Linked DNA regions of Capra hircus: region 2 is linked to region 1. Evidence: chromatin contacts called from public Hi-C data. All regions are on one chromosome and are shown on one strand. Each heading gives the region's core, a stretch centred on a gene start, on an enhancer-like site or on the middle of the called end of the contact. The rest is flanking DNA. Distances are from core to core; before and after follow the strand shown. Region 1 overlaps STARD13 (stAR-related lipid transfer protein 13). Region 2 has its middle 18 kb from the start of STARD13.

The links. A called contact is a pair of places that touch in the nucleus more often than the background predicts.
Region 2: a Hi-C map of blood shows a contact between it and region 1, with 5 times the contacts expected there. The contact joins two enhancer-like sites. A contact is called at or near these places in 2 of 5 Hi-C or Micro-C datasets (blood and liver).

What each region holds. Positions count from the first base shown.
Region 1 is chr12:58,804,910-58,811,075 of ARS1.2, reverse strand. All of the region lies in intron 2 of STARD13 (stAR-related lipid transfer protein 13), which reads left to right. Among named protein-coding and RNA genes, the nearest start is that of KL, 200 kb to the right of the region's middle. Within about 2 kb of position 4,860, at least 4 of the 5 cell types and tissues checked have an H3K27ac peak or open chromatin away from gene starts, as enhancers often do.
Region 2 is chr12:59,082,852-59,089,516 of ARS1.2, reverse strand. No RefSeq gene overlaps it. Among named protein-coding and RNA genes, the nearest start is that of STARD13, 18 kb to the right of the region's middle. Within about 2 kb of position 2,101, at least 5 of the 5 cell types and tissues checked have an H3K27ac peak or open chromatin away from gene starts, as enhancers often do.

The DNA.
Region 1 (6,166 bases), core at 3,611-6,110:
ATCACAAAGAGCTGGACATGACTGAGCACACACGTATATATCTATACACCAGTGTGTGTGTGTCTTTATGCAGATTGGTTTATGATGGTTTTTTATTTTGTTTTGTTTGCCCCATTTGGGCCATTTCTGTACTTTTTCACACAAACTGAGATTGTTCTATTATTACTTTGCAGATTGAACATCCACAGGCCCTACTACATAGCTTTGCTTTTAGGACGTGCCCTGCCATGGTGGTTCTCACACTTGAGTGTGCTCTAGAATCACCAGGAGGCCTGGTTAGACCACAGATGGTTTCCCCCCACCCCCACAGTTTCTGAGTCAGTGAGCCTGAGGTGGGGCCTAAGAATTTGCATTTATAGCAAGTTCTCAAATCTTCTTGGTTCATGGTTCTCTCAAAACACTGTGCCAATAGGTTGGGCTGCCAGACCTATGGGATAACCCTATTTCTGGGAGGAAAGAAATACCTCACAGTTCCATTTTAAGTAGTTAGACTCCAACAACTTAAAAAGTATTTATGTCTTAACAACTTAGGCATTAATAAAACAATACCCTTAAATTGGAAAAAATAATTTTTTAATTTCATTATTAATAACCACAACTAGTCAATAATAGGATGTGTGCGCTCATGGAGACTGCACAGCTTCTCACACCTTGGAATCAGTTTGGATGGTACCACCACATTCTCTGTCCCACATTGATTTCCAGCAAGGAACTTGCTTTTTATCACAGCAGCTGTTGAAAACCCAGCTTCGCAAATGGTGGCCTCATGGAAAGGAATGTTGAAATGAGCTCATGTTGCCCTTGTCAGCTACCTTGAACTACTAGTTTTCTCAGTGTCTGACAGATGCCTGGCATAGCTGTGAGTCCCTTGAAATGTTAATATATTTCGAGATGCCCCTGTATGTTTACTAGGTGCCCCAGGGCACCTCCTGGGACACCATGGGAACTGCGTCTTAAGTGCTGCTGCTGCTAGTTTGAAGGTTGAACTTTGAGAGTCATCTTACTGATGACCGAGAGATCACAAGGGTGATCTTTTTCTGAGCTCTTTCGTATTTTTTTTTGACAATCTTTAATATTCTTAAAATGTTGTAAAGCAGTAAATGAAGAAAATTACACACAAATTTACTATTATTTATTTATTTTTTTTATTTCTGAAAGCAGAATTGGATAGGGAAGGAATCAGAAAATGAATGAACGAATAAAGATACCACAAAAAGAGTAGTAAAATTTGAAATTAAAATTACTCAAAATTATGTGCAATTGTTGTTATGGCTCATTTACAAAGGAGTTTGTTGTTGTTTTTTAAGCCATTTTTCAGTCATCATTAAACTGAGCAGTCCCAGTGAGCTAGGTAAAGATTATTGTCCTCACTTTACACACAGGAACTGATATATCAGATTAGGTGACTTACTTTAGGCTAAAGAGAGCTTAATTTGGTGGAGATAGAAAGCTAACATCACAGTATCTTAGCTTTCCTTAAACAATAAGTCATAAGAAGCTGGCCTGGGACTTCCTCAGCAGTCCAGCGGTTAAGACTTCACCTTCCAGTGCGGGGGGTGGGGATTCAATCTCTGGTTAGGGAGCTAGGATCCCACACGCCTCACAGCAAAAAACAAACAAACAAACAAACAAAAACACAAGAAAAAAACTTAAAACAGAAATTAAAAAGAAAAGAAACTGGCCTGTTATTTCACGTCAGATTCCCTCATTTCATAAATAATTTTCTCAAAAACCTTAGAAGTGTGTTCATAGCAAGCAGTCCTGTTTGATTAACAAGAAATCCATGGCCAGTCGTGCAAGTGTTTGAGGGTGTGAGTTCCTAAAGCATTTGAGGGAAAGAGGGAAGACAGTGTGATGAGTTCAAAGCCGTGGAACTATAGAGAGAGGAAGACAGGCAGGTACCTATGACAATAACCGGGGCTGGTGTCCTCAGGAGCATCTTCTCGGAAGAACAAAATTTAAAGCCCCTTGAGGACAAAATGACAGGGAAAAAAAATCATTTTAAACCAAAAGAAGCAGGTAATAGTCAAAGTCTACACCTTGAGAGATGTTCCACTTCTGCTTGATCGAATCACTACTTCAGAGGGGGCCCACACCAGGTACTTAAGAGAATCTTTTCAGATACAGCCAGCCAAGCAAAGGTTTCTATGGAGACATATAGTTTTAAGTCACCTGTGTATATCAGTGTAACTCGACATATCTTTGTATCTCATCCACAGTGCCTCGTAGGTTAACCACTTGATCTGCATTACTGGGGTTTCCTGAGTGTGGCTGTAAGATTCTAGAGGAAAAGAGAGGTGACGAGTGGTTGTAAATTGAGGGATTGCTTTTTCAATTGGTCCTGGAGTCTATGTGATTTGATGTACTATCCAGCCACTAGATGACTGAACAGAGTATACACGTTCAGATGACACTGAATCAGTTGGTTGTTCAACTCAAATTTCAGATAAAACTCAGTCAACTTAAAAAGTTAGAGAAATGCCACTGGTCCTGGAAAGAGTGATCTGTAGTGTGAATCCCAGCTTTGCTACTTACAGCAGTGTGACCAAGGCCATCTTCAAACTTTCAGTTTCTTACCTCGTGGGTCTGTGTCAAGCTCGAAAGTGAGATAATAAATGTAACAGCACACTGTAAGTTTTTTATTAGATACCATCGACTCAAGGTGATACTCAGGGTCCACAACATCTTATCAACTCCCGAAATCAGCTTCTCTTTCAATTCCTTACTCTTCCTTTGAGAGTTCAGGGCTCTCAAAACCCATATGCCTGCAGGGTAGTGATGTTGGCCTGGGCAAGTCAGCCTGTGTGCATTGCAGGGGTCCATTGTAAAGCTATAGGGCTTTATGTCCAGTCTAAAGCTATATGTCCAGTCTAGAGAGAGCCACTCAGCCACCACTGTGTGCCAGGCCCCGAGCCTTGTCTCCACAGAGCCTTGTGCAACGTGCTGGACACAAAATAGATGCCCAGTGAGAGGCGGGCACCTGCCGTCCTGCCTGACGGGACATCACCCCCCTCCCCAAGGCCTTATGCCCCAATGGCCGCTGAGTCCACACCTCCAGGGCTGGGGCAGCCTGCCCACTGCTGTTGAGACTGGCCCTCACCTTGTCTCAAACCCTTGAGATAAACTCTCATGTCTAACTGTTGGATGTTCAATTGAAGGATTTCATGCAACCCAAGACTTTCAGTTTGAACACTGGAGTGATAGATCACCCTATATATGGCCATCTTAAATTCTATCTCCTTTAAAACTAATGTCCCGATCTCTACAGAGGAGTTAAAGATTATTTTCTCTCTTCCTTATATGGCCACAGCTTTCCGATTACACCTCAGTCTTAGCCCTTTTCAGGTATTAGAATTCTCTCCCCAGTGTTTCTGTTTCCTTCGTCAGATTTGTAGCATCTCACAGTTTGCAGTCCTCATCCCCTCCGTGGTATCTAGCTGATGCTTCTCAGGGATATACTTAAAGAGTACTTTGCTTGACCTGAAGAAATAAGTCATTCAGATATAAAATGAGTAAAGACTGACCCTGGGTCTCATAATGGACTAAATAAATAGCCTTTTAGGAGAGATCATGTGATTCTCAGATGAGTCAACATGAGGAGAACAGAAAATAGGTTGAGATTTCAGCAAAAGAAAATTCCATGTATCGAAAAGCAGCCTTTGATCAGAAGGATGATGGGGAAAGAAAACAAAGTGAATATAGCTTTCAAAAAATCATGAAGTCACTGCTCCCAGAAGCTTTCAGTGTTGTCCCACCATCCATGTGTCTCAGTTTAAGATGAAGATTTTCCTGAAGTCAGGGCTGGAGGGAGTAATGGTGGAGGCTTGGTTCAGGCAGGCATCTCCTGAAACCCAGTGGACCAGGATGAATAGCGACCCTATTTCCAACAGAAGTGCCATACCTATTTTTCTTTTTAACCAAGGTAAGATGGACTAGCTTATTCCTGTCTAAACTGTGATTGTTGAGGTTTAGAAGTCAGGACTGTGACAGTGTGAAGCTAACTAGCCATGTTACATTATAGTTGAGCCACTTTTCCCCACAAAGGATTTATCGAAGACTCAGTGAATCACTAGTTGCCATGGTCTTCAGTAAGGAACCACAGCTCCGAAATCCTTCCTCCACCATGTGGACTGACCATCTGCTCACAGTGCTTGCAGATTCCCTTCCAGGGTTCATAAAGTCTCCTTGTGTTCTCGCACGTCTCTGAAACGCCCCGGGCAACTGCTCTTCCCTGCCACGGAGCGGCCACAACAGCTGTGGGATTCACCAGGCCTTGTCTCGGCTCCATTTCTGGCAGCAGGCAGCAACCGCCAAGCTGCTCTCCAAAAACGCCGGCGAATTGTAAACCCATTAAGGCTTAACTCCTGGGGGACAACAAAGAGCGCTGCTGCCTTTGAATGTGTGCTCTGTGTGGGATCACAGGGGCCTCTGGCACCTGGGCCTGTCCTCAGGGCCGGGGCGATCTGTAGGGAAAGTTACAAGCTGCTGAGGGAATATTTTCACAGGTTTTTCCGAACAAAGGGTTCTTTCTTCAAACCCTGTGCAACTCTTTCCTGATTGTTAATTAACCAAACCTTGTGAAAAACAGGCCGTTTCTGTAAATAGAAGTTGTGTGTGTGTGTGTGTGTACACGCACGTATGTGTGGTGTGGTTGATTGTTTTGTGTTTTCTGACACGTGACGTGAAGCTCTGTTTTGAGTTTGCCAGGGTGGCGAGGGGACTGTCACGAGGCATCTCAGCCTTCCTGGTAGTCTTTGCTGTGTGCGCTTAGTTGTGCTCCTGTCCCCCAGCGCCGAGTGCGTTCTGTGTGCTTTTTGCCTGAAGTGGCCCTCTCGCCCCTGAAGCCAACGGCCTGTTTGACTCTGTCGCTCGGTGTTCTCACCATCGCTCATCTGTCTTCCTCTGTTTGCTTCCTTGGAGTCACTGTTTAGGAAGCCCCTGCCTGGCCCATCTGTCTTAAATCACTACTCTGTTTACTTTCCCAGACGCTTTCCCACCCAGGAACCTGCCCTCTGCTTTGTCGCATGCCTTTTGTATGTGGTGTTTGTTTGAAGATCTGAAAGCCCTCTTTCCTCAGAAGCCCCTTCAGGGCCCTGGCAGTCATTATAATGGCTGATTCCACCGCTTGGTGCCTGTGGCCACCTAGTCAGAGCTGGCCAGGGCCTGCTGACCTTCTGGAACTGTTGGCGAAGGCTTCCAAACCCTACCTCTTTTCACTCTGCTTTCCCAGTTCCGTATTAGGAGTTTTGTAAGTTTCACAATTCAGTATCCTGGAGTTTTCGAAAGAGGGTTACATTTTGTTTATTTTATCCACCACTAAGGTGCTTATTGTTGAGATTATCTATCAATTCCATCTTTGTCTTACTGATACTTGATCAATACTTCTGGTATTAAATCTAGCCTTTTTGGTTATGATTGTGTTCGGGGAAAGAAGCTCTTCACAGGCCTCTAGTGGACATGCCCTGGAACTGCAGAAATCTTGTATTCAAATATGTGAAACTGGTGTGACCTATGGGCTTCCCTGGTTTCTTAGACCGTAAAGAATCCGCCTGCAATCCCAAAACATGATCTTCATCAGATTTATAATTTAATAGTATAGTAGTCCATTTGAAGGCATAAGGTAAGGTAAGGTGAAGTCGCTCAGCCGTGTCCGACTCTTTGTGACCCCGTGGACTGTAACCTACTAGGCTCCTCCGTCCATGGGATTCTCCAAGCAAGAATACTGGAATGGATTGCCATTTCCTTCTCCAGGGGATATTCCCAACCCAGGGATCAAACCCGGGTCTCCTGCATTGGAGGCAGATGCTTTAACCTCATTTGAAGGCATAGAAGATAAGAAAAATGGTGAAATCAAATTCTTGGGTGACTTTAACCACAGGGTATCATCAAGTTGTCAGTTGCTGCCTGATAGCAAGTGGAATGAGTTTCTTTGTCTATTTAGTCTCTGTAACAGCAGCTGAATTTTAACTTCGAATAATAATTTTAAATCAACTGTACTCTAAATTCATTTTTTATCAAGAATTTGAAATCTCTGACATTTTAAGTTTAATAATTTGTGTTTCATCTCAAAAGAGTTGAAAATAATACGCCTCCATAAAGACACAAGTGGAAAGTAGTATTGTCCAGAGGCAACCCCCCACCTTCTCCAAAGACCAGAATCCACCCC
Region 2 (6,665 bases), core at 852-3,351, 280 kb before region 1:
AGGATTTAGAAAAAACAAAAGAATCTGGCAAGATGCTAAAGGACTTTGGAAAAGCCTGGTGTCTACCAAAAAGCAAAACGAGAAAGTTAGGTAGGGCATAGCAACTTTATCCTTAATTCTAGTCATTTATTATTTACTGACTTTTAATAGCTAATGGGAAGGGCAGAAATTCCACCAAAAATCATTGAAATATTTAGTATACCTGGTATCACAGCACCCTCTATCACACTATAATTTACAGAACACATTTATGTGCAGTAGCGGCTTTAACTGTGAATATTCATTTATGTACAATTTTCTGGATCTAGTGCTTAGTTCATTACTTTTCAACAATGGATTTCTCCGGTTTCTATCATTAGCATCCAACCATAAGAGCATGACTGCACGTGCTGACAAAGTAACTCTGAACTCCAAATTATTGCAGATGTGATCCTAGTACCAAGGACCTAAGTATTAAGCATCACCAGATAATTTATCAGAACTATAATTATATTAGATTGGCAAAAAAATTCATTCAGGGTTTTCCTTAACATCTTAAGGGAAAACTGGAAGGAACATTGCGACAACCCAATAGAATTCTACTCCCTGACGTTCTCAGTTAAAAACTTTAGGGTTAAGGCCCATCTGGTTTAATAAGCCTTCCAGGGACATCTAATGAGTGGACATCTAACGAGTTTGAGAACCACGAGGAGAAACGCCCAGTGGAGCAGTCTAGTCAGTGGGAGCTGGAGTCTACAGGAAACTTACTTCACTAGCTTTCACTAGTACTCCCATACTCGGTTACCACACCATTCCAATAAGGAAGTAATAACCACCCAATATTAGCTACATATATATCATCAGGTCTACACCTTTCCAGGAAAATCGAGGTTTCCAAGCAACATCCAGGGAGAATTTACGTTGATTTTGCTGCCTTGGGAGAAATGAGGTTTCTCTCTGTTAATCTCTAGAAACACGCCACGCAAACAAACCTACATACACCATGGGTGTTCCTGAGACTACCTTTCTGAAATCTCTTTAGCCTGTTTTTATAGCAAAGTCCCCACTTCCTCAGGGGCTCCAGACACATGATGCATGTTTTCACAACACAGCTTTAATAAGCTAAAGGAAACAAAAGCTTTTATAGCACAGAGCATTCTAAGCCACAAGGTCTGTGCCATCTTCCCACCCAAGAGAGAAATAGTGGACTCTTGTCTCTTGGAACTAATGAATTGATAACTGAGAAAAATGCCTGAGAGGTATTCAGGAACAAGTCATGAGGAAACAGAAAAACGTTTTGTTTTGTTTTTCTGGACTTAAAACTAGAGAAAGAACTCAGCTTCCTCTCCATCTTGGGTATTTATAGCTAACACGTACAAGAAGCTTCCGGTGCGAAGTCCTACAAGTACCTCCTGCGTGAGAACTCGGCAGGGCGAAAGCTCGGGTCTCTCTCCCTTTCCGAGGGCGAGTGACGAAAGCCCAGGCCACATTTTCTCTGGAAGATTCCGGGAGAAAGGCGCGCGCCCCCTCTGCGGGCAGCGAGAGACTCAGCACCAGATGGCGCTGCCGCACCAAGAGCCAGAGCCTGGGCGGCACAGCAGAAGGGAAGAAGCGTCACCAGATTCTTTCCTCTGCGTCCGTCGCCGGAAGTGGGCGCTGGCGCCAGCCTCTGGTCCCGGATATTAAGACTTTGGATGGTTACCGCGTGAGGGCGGGGTTAGAACCGGAACCGAACGGCGACCGTCAGGCCTCGGGGCGGAAGCCCCGGGCGGCGCTAGTAGGGGGCTGATTTCTGGTGCGCGCGCCTCGGCGGGAGCGTGAGGGGGCGGGGGCCTCGCCGTGCGCTTGCGCATTGTGAGGACGTATGCGCAGCGCGTACGTCTTTCTCCATATTTGCACGTTTGCTGGCCCGGCAAGGCGGAAATGGTGGCGTAGTAGGTGTTTTTTTTTCTTCCCGCTCGCAGGGTTTGAGTTTCTGGCTCTGAGTCAGGTTTCTGGAAATCTTTGTGGAAAATTAATAGTTTGCTCGAGCTGTATTTTCCTCTTGAGTATTATGTAAGCCAAATGCCTGCTGGGCGCGGTCCCAATGCTGGGATGGGCCCAGCCTTTCCTTCTAAATGTCTTCCTAAACCGGCTTGACCCACCCACTTTGTCTTTAAGCACCAGTCCTGAGGCGGTAGGGGTGTCACTAAGAAAAAGGAACGCAGGCAAATACACTATTCGTGAGGAACATAAAAGCGCTTCTTATTATGTAAGGAAGCATGTCTTTTGGTCTTTTAGCAGTGCTTAAGAATTTAAGGAGTTAATTAGCTTTATTTTTCCCTTTCTATCAATAACACTTTATATTCTGTGTTTTATGGTGTGGTCTTGGTCTTATCAAATTTTAGCTAAAGTAAGGCTGTCCGTGCTGTGTTTGAAAGGAACAGCATGTCCCTTTTCCATTATTACGAGTCACAGGCAAACCACTTAATAGACGGACAGTGGTAAACTCGTCAGAGTTCACTGCCTTTGTTTTGTGAGGCAACATGGAAACAACCAAGAAGGTTGCAAAAATAAAATCTGTGAAACTGTACCCACCCAATTTTAATTTTAGACTCTTCTGAAAGTGTCAGATGCAGGTACTCAGTTCTTCCAAGAAATTTCTTCAGCTTTGGTAAACACTTTTAACTTTGTATTTCAGAATTCTTCGCAGTCTGCTGCCTACATAAAAACTAAGTACTTGTGCAAGCCAGAGCAGTAGAAACTTTTCAGCAGTTATACTGAGAGAAACAGACTGGGGAATACAAGAAAGATAGCCTGCAGTAGCCATTTTACGATTTTTGGATAAAACCTTTTCATGGTTTTGGTTGTAGGTGTTGTAAAGAGAGCAGTTGTGGGTTGAGGAATACCTTGATACTTTATTTATGTGAAAAGCCAAAAAATTTTTTTTTCCAAAATGTGGACAGTACTAGAGGATCATTGAAGACTCATCACCAACAGTGTGAGAAGGACGCAAGATGGAGTGGGAAGTAATGGAAACACTAATATGTAAACATTAGCCTTCCTTTAGATAAAATTAGATAAAGACCATGAAAAGGTCAGAGCTAAAGCAAATAGATGTGGAAAGCCTGATTAGGAAGACAGGAAAAATAGATTTTAGACCTCAAATGGAATGCGTAGAATAAGGAGTAAGTTCATTATATGGTTCAGTTTTGGAAATAATGCATTTAGCTGCTTATTTTAACTTTTGGTGCATTCCAGTCTTCCTGTGTCTCGTATATAACCAACCTTAAATTGAGACGATGCTTAGTTTTGCCACCATTATACTAGTAACTTACACTAGCATAGTGCTTCATAGTAAAGAACTAATTCTGGCTATATGTATGCCACAAATAGTTGCATTAAAGCCAGTTCCCTGCAAATACCCTCAACTCTTTGTCCCTGACTTCTGCTTTCCTGGCAAAACCCAGATCATAAATGATTTCACGCATTTATCTTTTCTTGCCTGTACTTAAACCCAGGCAGCTTAACAATTGGGTGGACTAATGTGACCTCATCCAAATGGTCTCTCCTACTCTTTTCTGTATTTTGCTCGCTTTAAACGAAGTGTCTCATTCTTTCTCTACACCTTTGGAATCACTAAATTTCTCCTCAACCAGTGACTTTGCCTCATTCTTATTGGAAAAAGAGTTGTGAGCCTTGCCAAGAATTCTCTCATCTTCCCACCATCTAGTCTACTTGCATCTGCCTCTTTATCTTTCCTTTAGTTTCACAGAATGATGAGCCTTTCAGTCACGTGGCAACAGTTGAGATTGTTTTTAGTTTTAACCATTTTGAATGGATATATAGTGCTATTTCATTTTTGTGAAGTATGTTAAAAAACTTTGCCCATTTAAAAAATTGAGTTTGTTTCCTTGTAATTAAGTTGTGGGAGTTATTTGTATACTACGTACATATATTTTTTCTTTGTTGAGATATGATTGGCAAAGCTGTGCGTGTTTATGTAAGCACCTATATGTATACATGTATATGTATAGAACTTAATAAGTTTGGAGTTAAGTATATATCCACAATGTATGTCATAATTAGACCCATCACCTCTAAAAATTTCCTCCTGCTTTCAATTTTTATTATTAAGTGATAAGAACACTTAGCATAAGCTCTACCCTCTTAGCAAATTTTACTACAGCATTCTTAACTGTAGGGACTTTATGTACAATACAGTTCTAAGACTTAGTGATTGTGTTTAGCAAACTTTGTACCCTTTGGATAATACCTCTCCTTTCTCCTCCCCTGTATACTTTTTTTTTTGTTTTGTTTTTTTGGTCAAAATGTGTGTTGTGAATATTTTTATTCCAGTTTGTAACCTGTCTTTCATTTTCTTAATAACATTTTGAAGAAAAGTTGTTGTAGCTTGTATTTTTCTAAGAATTTGTACGTATCATCCAAATACTAAAGTTCCCTAGCATAAAGATGTAAATAAAGCCCTCTTACTTTCCTTTTAATATTCACAGTACATTACATTTAGGCCTAGAATGCACTGAAGGTTAATTTTTCTATATGGTATTAATATAACAATAGGGGGTGATACCTTTATTTAAAAAAAATAAGAATCCAGTTATTCCAACAGCGTTTGTTGAAAAGATTCTCCTTTCCTCTACTGGATATCACCTTTGCACCTTGGTCAAAAATCAACTAATTTTCTGAGTCTGTTCAGTTCCCTTGATAAGCATGATGTATCCATGTGCCAACTTACCCAACTTTTTTTTTTTCATTATTGTTTTGGCCATTCCAAGTTTTTGTGTGTTTTTTGCATTTTAATATAAATTTTACAATTGGTGTTTCAATGTCTATAAAGTCTATTGGGATTTTGGTTGGAATTCTGGTGAATCTATTGATCAGTTTGGGAAGAATTGACATTTTAAAAATACTGAATTTTGCTGTCTATGATTACGTCATATCTCTCCATTTATTTATTTTGATGTTTGTAATTTTCAGCATAGAAGTCTTGCACATATATTGTTAAATTTATTCTTAAGTATCTCATGTCTTTCATTATAAACAAATTTAAAATGTTTAATTTATTATAAATGTACTTTAAATTGCATTTTTAGTTTATTGAGTCATAGTTTTCAACTTCAGAATTTGTATTTGATTCTTATTTGTAGATTATTGTTCTCTAGTGAACTTCTGACATGGGCCTAATAGCTTCAACATTTTGGTCATCTATGGATCTTATTTCTATTCCCTTTTCTTATTTTTGTTTCCTAGTATGCCCAGAAATTCTTAATGAAATGCTGTCTTTGTTTGTGAAAAATATTAGGTTCTGAGTCATGTTTTTTTTTTTTTTTACTTCCAGAGAAGATTTTACTTTTGCTTCTGTTAGGAAACTAGGCTCAGAGCAAAACACCTTAGCTTAAATGGCTTTCAGTCTGTTAGGTCTAGCCTATTTCAGATTCATTCTTACTCGTAGGGTGGCCTTTTTTCTGTCCCAACTGAAAGCCTGAGGTGTTTTTAAAGGCTCTTCCTTCCTAGTTGCCTCCAAAGTCCAATTTATATTTTCTCAGAACTATGGGACTCATGAAAGCTCTTGACTTCCATTCTTCTAAGCTGCCTGCTTCTAAATCACTCTTTCTGAGTGATTTCTCAGCCTCTGGAACAACTTTCAAATTAGCAAATGAGTCAAGGGGAAAAGCAGAGTTGAACATAGGCAGACTTCTCTGCACCTTCTCCTTAGGATCTTGTCCTTTCAAGATGCTATCAAAAGGATATTTTTTATATTTTACCCAGCTTTTCTAGTTCACAGTTTATAGGGGTGAGACTACTGTTTTTAAAAGTCTATTACTAGCAGAAATAAATGTCTTTATTTTGAGAATCTCAATGATGCTAATAAAGGTAGTACTCTTTTTTTCTGTACCATTGTCACCACTTCTTGTCCCCACACATCAGAAACAACCCAGAAGACACACCAATGGCTTGCTTTCTTGCTTCTGGAGGTGTCTCTAGGGCCTCCTAGAAGTAATATTCTCTAGCCACAGATGGCTTCCTAAGGAATACTCTTAACTCTCTTTAGGGTTTGCCTGACTCTGTCTTCTGCCCTGGCCTCCTTCCAGTGAGGAACTATGATGGTTCTGCTGCTGCTGCTGTTGCTAAGTCGCTTCAGTCGTGTCTGACTCTGTGCGACCCCATAGACGGCAGCCCACCAGGCTCCACGGTCCCTGGGATTCTCCAGGCAAGAACACTGGAGTGGGTTGCCATTTCCTTCTCCAGTGCATGAAAGTGAAGTCACTCAGTCGTGTCCGACCCTTAGCAACTCCATGGACTGCAGCCTACCAGGCTCCTCTGTCCATGGGATTTTCCAGGCAAGAGTACTGGAGTGGGTTGCCATTTCCTTCTCTGATGATGGTTCTACCCAAACCAGCGTTACTGTGCTATAGCTGTAAATTCAGTCTCTCTCCATTGGTGCTTTCACAATACAAATACATGTTACAGTCAGGCAGGAAGAAGTGCATCCTATTATTTTTTATAGCTAATTAGTAATATATATTGGAGAAGGCAATGGCACCCCACTCCAGTACTCTTGCCTGGAAAATCCCATGAACGGTGGAGCCTGGCAGGCTGCAGTCCATGGGGTCACTGAGGATCGGACACGACTGAGCGACTTCACTTTCAGTTTTCACTTTCATGCATTGAAGGAAATGGCAACC